Linked DNA regions of Mus musculus: region 1 is linked to region 2. Evidence: chromatin contacts called from public Hi-C data. All regions are on one chromosome and are shown on one strand. Each heading gives the region's core, a stretch centred on a gene start, on an enhancer-like site or on the middle of the called end of the contact. The rest is flanking DNA. Distances are from core to core; before and after follow the strand shown.

What was found. Hi-C and Micro-C count contacts between places; a contact is called where the count stands out from the background.
Region 1: a contact with region 2 is called in a Hi-C map of uterus, with 3 times the contacts expected there. The contact joins two enhancer-like sites. A contact is called at or near these places in 1 of 15 datasets of contacts at CTCF or cohesin (embryonic stem cells), 26 of 484 Hi-C or Micro-C datasets (B cells, the G1E-ER4 cell line, LSK cells and 14 more), 4 of 115 datasets of contacts at active chromatin or transcription factors (VIP interneurons, cardiomyocytes, embryonic fibroblasts and 1 more) and 2 of 9 other capture datasets (embryonic stem cells and liver).

Annotation. Positions count from the first base shown.
Region 1 is chr9:105,870,414-105,873,113 of GRCm38.p6, reverse strand. The region is part of intron 37 of Col6a5 (collagen, type VI, alpha 5); the gene reads left to right. Among named protein-coding and RNA genes, the nearest start is that of Col6a6, 44 kb to the right of the region's middle. Within about 2 kb of position 1,268, at least 8 of the 459 cell types and tissues checked have an H3K27ac peak or open chromatin away from gene starts, as enhancers often do. A contact at or near this core is called in uterus, where this site is marked.
Region 2 is chr9:105,696,747-105,699,446 of GRCm38.p6, reverse strand. It overlaps Col6a6 (collagen, type VI, alpha 6), which reads left to right. Exons shown (of 37, transcript NM_001102607.1): 35 at 115-786. Among named protein-coding and RNA genes, the nearest start is that of Pik3r4, 55 kb to the right of the region's middle. Within about 2 kb of position 1,311, at least 22 of the 459 cell types and tissues checked have an H3K27ac peak or open chromatin away from gene starts, as enhancers often do. A contact at or near this core is called in uterus, where this site is marked.

The sequences.
Region 1 (2,700 bases), core at 19-2,518, 170 kb before region 2:
ATAACCATTGTCTATGTAGAGTGTTAGAGGACAACTTGGCCAGAGCTAGTTTTCCTTATACCATGTGGGGTCTGAGAATGTAACTGCGGTATCTGGAGACTTGTTTTTTGCAATAGCTGAAGAGGGATTCTGGCATCTGGTGTGAGTGGAGGCCTGCAGCATCTCCATCTGCCCATTGCTGCCCCATCATTACTCCAGGATCTTAATTAAAAAAAAACAAAAACAAAAACAAAACTCAAAGGAACCATAAAGTGATAATAAAAATTTGAACATAAACCTTCAAAAGCATTTATCAAACACCTTTTTTTTAAGTGTTGAATGCGTCCTTTGTCTCCCTGGCTTTATTCAACTGCATGTTCTATTTTTTCACACGGTATCATGTCTAACATTGTCCAAATTGCTATAAACTCCATCCTGATTTTTCTAAACACTCTCATAATGCCCCTCCAACAAATGGATATATTTAGCTATGGACCTCTTCTTAAACATGTCATTTGATTCTGACTTTTGCTGCTCCATATTCAACTTGCACATACATGCACTTTAACGTAAATGTGCATTGGATGGCAGAGTTGGCTTCCGAGCCATCCCTGGAATGTCAGTCAGCTCATGTTCTGCATTGCATCAACCTCTGGTCACCTGCACCGTCGACCTGACTGTGGTTGGTGGTGGCTCCGTGGTCACTTATAAATGGTGAAGTACATTCATTTACCAAATCTGAAAACAACATAAATTGCATCATTATTTTGGAGAGTTATTTTCAAATAATTTTGGCGATATAGTTCTGGTGTTTAAAATTTTTTCCAATTTAATTTTTAAAGCTTGCTTATAATAAACCCACCTAGAAACATAAAGCACAGAGTGACTTCATTTAAAACCGGAGGGCACGTGTCTGCAGGTGTTTTGGGTGCAGAGATTCTCGAAGGAGGCAGGGCTTCTCCCCAGGAGGCAGGCCTTTTCTGCCGACTCTTGTTTCTGAGCACAGAATGGTTCGGAAGTGATGTTCTGACGATCTGAGAACCACCTAGAAAAATCAAGGCCAAGAAGACCATTGGGCCTATCCTCAGGGAAAAGAATGAAACCTGTTTTCAAGTTTTGTCTACTTAAACGAGAAGAGGTTCTCCCAGAAAAACACGGGGCGTGTAAGGGTTTCTGTTTCCGCATGACATGTTAATGGCATACAGTGGTGTGCACAAGCTGTGCCTGCCTCCCCTGCTTTCCCGGCCCAGCCCTGGGACCCTGGCCAGTGACCTCACCAGACAGAGGGGAGGAGAGGCCCGGGCTGCGGGTGTGAGATGGAGAGGCGCATAAAGTGCTGCCAAGTCCTCTGCAGATATGCCTGCGAGAACACAGTGGGCTCGTCACTTCTGGGGCTCGTGTGAGTGCGTCTGTAAGTTAGGCCAACAGGCTGCATTTTCTTTTCTTATCGAAGTTCTGAAGAATTTACCATTGCAGGGAGGACTTTCGTAGCCCTAGGAGTTTTCTTCTTGTTTACTTATAAAGATTAAATTTGTGAACACTTTAATTTGTTGTGAGCTTTGCAAACTATTCCATTTTTTTCCTCAAAAACCTCATGGAATTGTTGTGTATTAGCATGGCACTTTGTAGAGAGGAATGGAGTGATGGAGAAGAGCCGGGGTCACTGAATTAAAAACAGGCAGAAATAAGACTCCAGCTCCTAAGACCTGTCCATAACCACCGCTCTGCAATGCCTACTGGAGGAAAAGGAAGGCCGATTTTATTTATGTCATGACATACTTTTAGAAGAAAATATTCCCTCATGGCCTCTGTCAGAGAGAATGCCAATAGACTGAAGACGACTTTCTTCTCATCAGGTCCCTGAGCCTTTCTCGCCCTGGTTAGTGTGTACTTCACTATTTCTTCCCTACCCTGATGTTTGACGACTCCTCCTTCTGAAGGAGTCAGCCATTGGGACAGATTTGGTATAGATTCTGTCTCTACTTCTAGGCTTTCGTTTCTTGGCTAAATCACCGAACGTCTCCAAGCTTAGGTCTGCTTAGGTGTGAATTGGGAGCAGTGGCAACCCCAGTCTCATGCTAAAAGGATATTTTGATGAGAGAAGATATGTGGAGATCTGACCCCAAGGCCTGAAGTGGATGGAATACTTGGTTTAGTATCAGAAAGCAGAAACAGAAAGCATCGCCAGTGCTTTCGAATGTTGGGAAAATGTTGAACTTGAACAATACCAGCGACATGGACCTCTAAGGGCTGGCTCAGTGGTTAAGAGCTCGCTGGCCGACTTGTCAGAGGACTTGGGGTTTGTTCTCAGAATCACATGTTGATTCATAATCATCCTGTTACAAGGGATCTTATACCTTCTTCTGGCCTCTTTGAGCACCAGGCATGCATGTGGTACATAGACATGCACACAGGAACACACACACACATTTTTTAAAAAGAAGGACGTCAGAAATTATTCACATGAATAGAACTCAATACATATATTAGCCTCATAGCTTATAAAAAATAACAAACCCATGACTAAGATGTGAAGTAATGGCACATCCCTTTTAATCCCAGCACTTGGGAGATCTCTGACAGATCTCTGAGTTTGAGGCCAGCCTGGTCTACAGATCAAGTTCTAGGATAGCCAGCGCTACACCAAGAAACACTGTCTTGAAAAGCAAACAAACAATGTAAAAGCAAGACAACAATAACAATAAACCCCAAAAGAGATAA
Region 2 (2,700 bases), core at 62-2,561:
TAACTATTTTATGAGCAAAATCTATGTAGTGCCTGCATGCTCAAATAGCTGAGGTAGAACCTTCCTACTCTTTGTCTCGATCTGCTTAGTAACTCTAAATGACTTGGTTTGCAGATCTATGCAAGCCGGATGCTTCGTGTGACCAAGCCAAACCACCCCCCATTCAGTCCTACCTGGACACTGCATTCCTACTGGATGGCTCTCGGCACGTGGGAAGTGCAGAGTTTGAAGACATGAGAGACTTTCTAGAGGCACTGCTAGATCACTTCGAAATCACTTCGGAGCCAGAGACATCTGTCACTGGAGACAGGGTGGCCCTGCTGAGCCATGCCCCCCTCGACTTCCTACCCAACACCCAGAGGAGTCCGGTTAGAACTGAGTTCAACCTAACCAGCTATAGCAGTAAGCGCCTCATGAAGAGACACGTGGATCAGGCAGTCCAGCAGCTGCATGGAGATGCTTTTCTTGGCCATGCCCTCGGGTGGGCACTGGACAACGTCTTTTTAAACACCCCCAATTTGAGACGAAACAAAGTCATATTTGTGATATCTGCTGGGGAAACCAGCCACCTGGATGCGGAAACCTTAAAGAAAGAGTCCCTACGAGCCAAATGTCATGGGTATGCCCTCTTTGTCTTTTCCTTGGGCCCTGACTGGGATGACAAGGAACTGGAAGACCTGGCCAGCCACCCCGTAGACCAGCACTTGATCCAGCTTGGCCGAATTCATAAACCTGACCACGGATACAGTGTGAAGTTTGTGAAGTCTTTTATAAACTCCATCAGGCGTAAGTCAGAAAACTGTTCCTGTACATAAGAGCCTGCTCCGTAATTCCCCAGAAGGGCAATGTGCTGGCGTGCATGCTTGGACACCTCTTGTTTGTCTTCAAGGGCATTGCAGGGTCAGAGAGGAAAATATGTAATAATGGATGGTGGAAGGGAGGACACTCTGGTTCCTAAGCATTTAATTTTCTGGCTCATCATATTTTTTTTTTATGCCTCTGGTTCCTATGGAGAAGCAATCATAACAAGCAGCTGTCCACACATCTGTCTGCACAGAGAGGTGTAGTCTGGGGGGTGTGAAATCACAGCCTGGACTCGGGCTCCCTTGCCATGTAACCCTAACAAGCTACCCTTTGGTAAGAGGTTTCTGCAGTTAACACAGAGAGAGAGAGAGAGAAGCCAGAGAAAAACAGAAACAATTCTTGGCTTTGCTTGGACAAGTTCCAAAGTCTGAGCTGGGAGTGTTAAAGAGATATCGTTTTTTATCGGTCAGAATGAAAGGCATGGCTTTGTATAACTTTCTCCCAACTCCATGACCTTGTAGGATTCACTCACGAGAATAACTGTGCCTGTAAGGAGACAAGCATGGGCTGTTTTTCTTGGCTGGGCGTCCTGAGAAATCTGCAGTCCATTTTGGATGCAGCAGGGATGGCCGAGGAGCCGTGTCCAGATATGAGGCTGAAGGCAGACAGGCAGTGGGTAACTATATCTGTTTTCAGAGCCTGCTGACTCTTGTCCAAGGGAGTGCAGATAAGGAGACAGGCATGCACAGGTTGAAGAAGGCATGTGCGAGTGCCTGGCTAATTCCTAAAGCTGTCATCGTATTGAAGAGTGAGGTGGGATGAGCCTGCAGATGTGCTGAGCAGTGCAGAGAGACTGCTGGTGGGGTTGATGGCAAATCCTACTCAGTGTGAGTCTAGGACCAGCACCAACTACCAGCTGGGGCTGGTTAGACGCAGGCTTCAGCCCCACCCGATGATGTATCTTACCCGAGCTCCCAGGATACACATATACAAGGTTTTAGAAACACGGGTATGGGAATAGTGAGCCCCCCAGAGTGAGATTCATTTCCATAGATTCTGGAACTGAAACCCCAAAGAGGAGTTTTGGGCAAGGGGTCACCCTGAAGGAAGTCTTTTATAAGGGTTGACCAAAAGACCACTTGGTAAGTCTCTGGTAAACTCGAAAAGAAGCTTGCTTGATGGCCCACAAGTGTGGGGGAGAGAGGGTAAGACTTGCCCTGAAATTTCCTTCCTGGTATTCCAGAATTCTTCCTGCTCTTCCCTGCCTGGGCATCCAGTCACATGATCAGATGCCAGTCACATGATCAGATGAGGCAGCCCCTCCCTCTTAGGACAAAAGCAGAAATGTTTTAAGCTAAGAGCAGGTGGGACTCACGGGAGACACAGAGAGTGTTCTGAACACTGAGCGTGATACAGCCGCCTACTCCATTTCCAAAGCTGTGATATCTAGAAAGTGCCATCTTTAAAACACAGCTGCAGGAAGTGAATTCTACCACAGGCCCATGGTCATGCCCATTCAACACAGTGTTCATTGCTGATCATCTACTCTGAGCCACTGGCTGCACCAGTGCTAGGCTTAAAGAATAGACTTGGCCAGATGCCCTCTGAAGCTTCGGATGCCTTCAAAGTGTCTGTGACTCATTTGGCGCACGACCACAAAGCAGACAGCAGGACATGGTCCACTTCAGAGCAGCACATTCCCTAAGGGAGGCAAAGCTGCTGAGTCAGCAACCTTCTACATACTGTTCAAATAAGAAAAGAAAACCCCAAGCCAGATCTGGTGGGCCCAGCACACACCTGTAATGTTTGCTTTGGAGAGGCAGAGACAGGAGGATTGCTGTAAGCCAGCCCAAGCCACTTAGTAAGACCCTACCTCAAAACAAAACTCCTATGTAA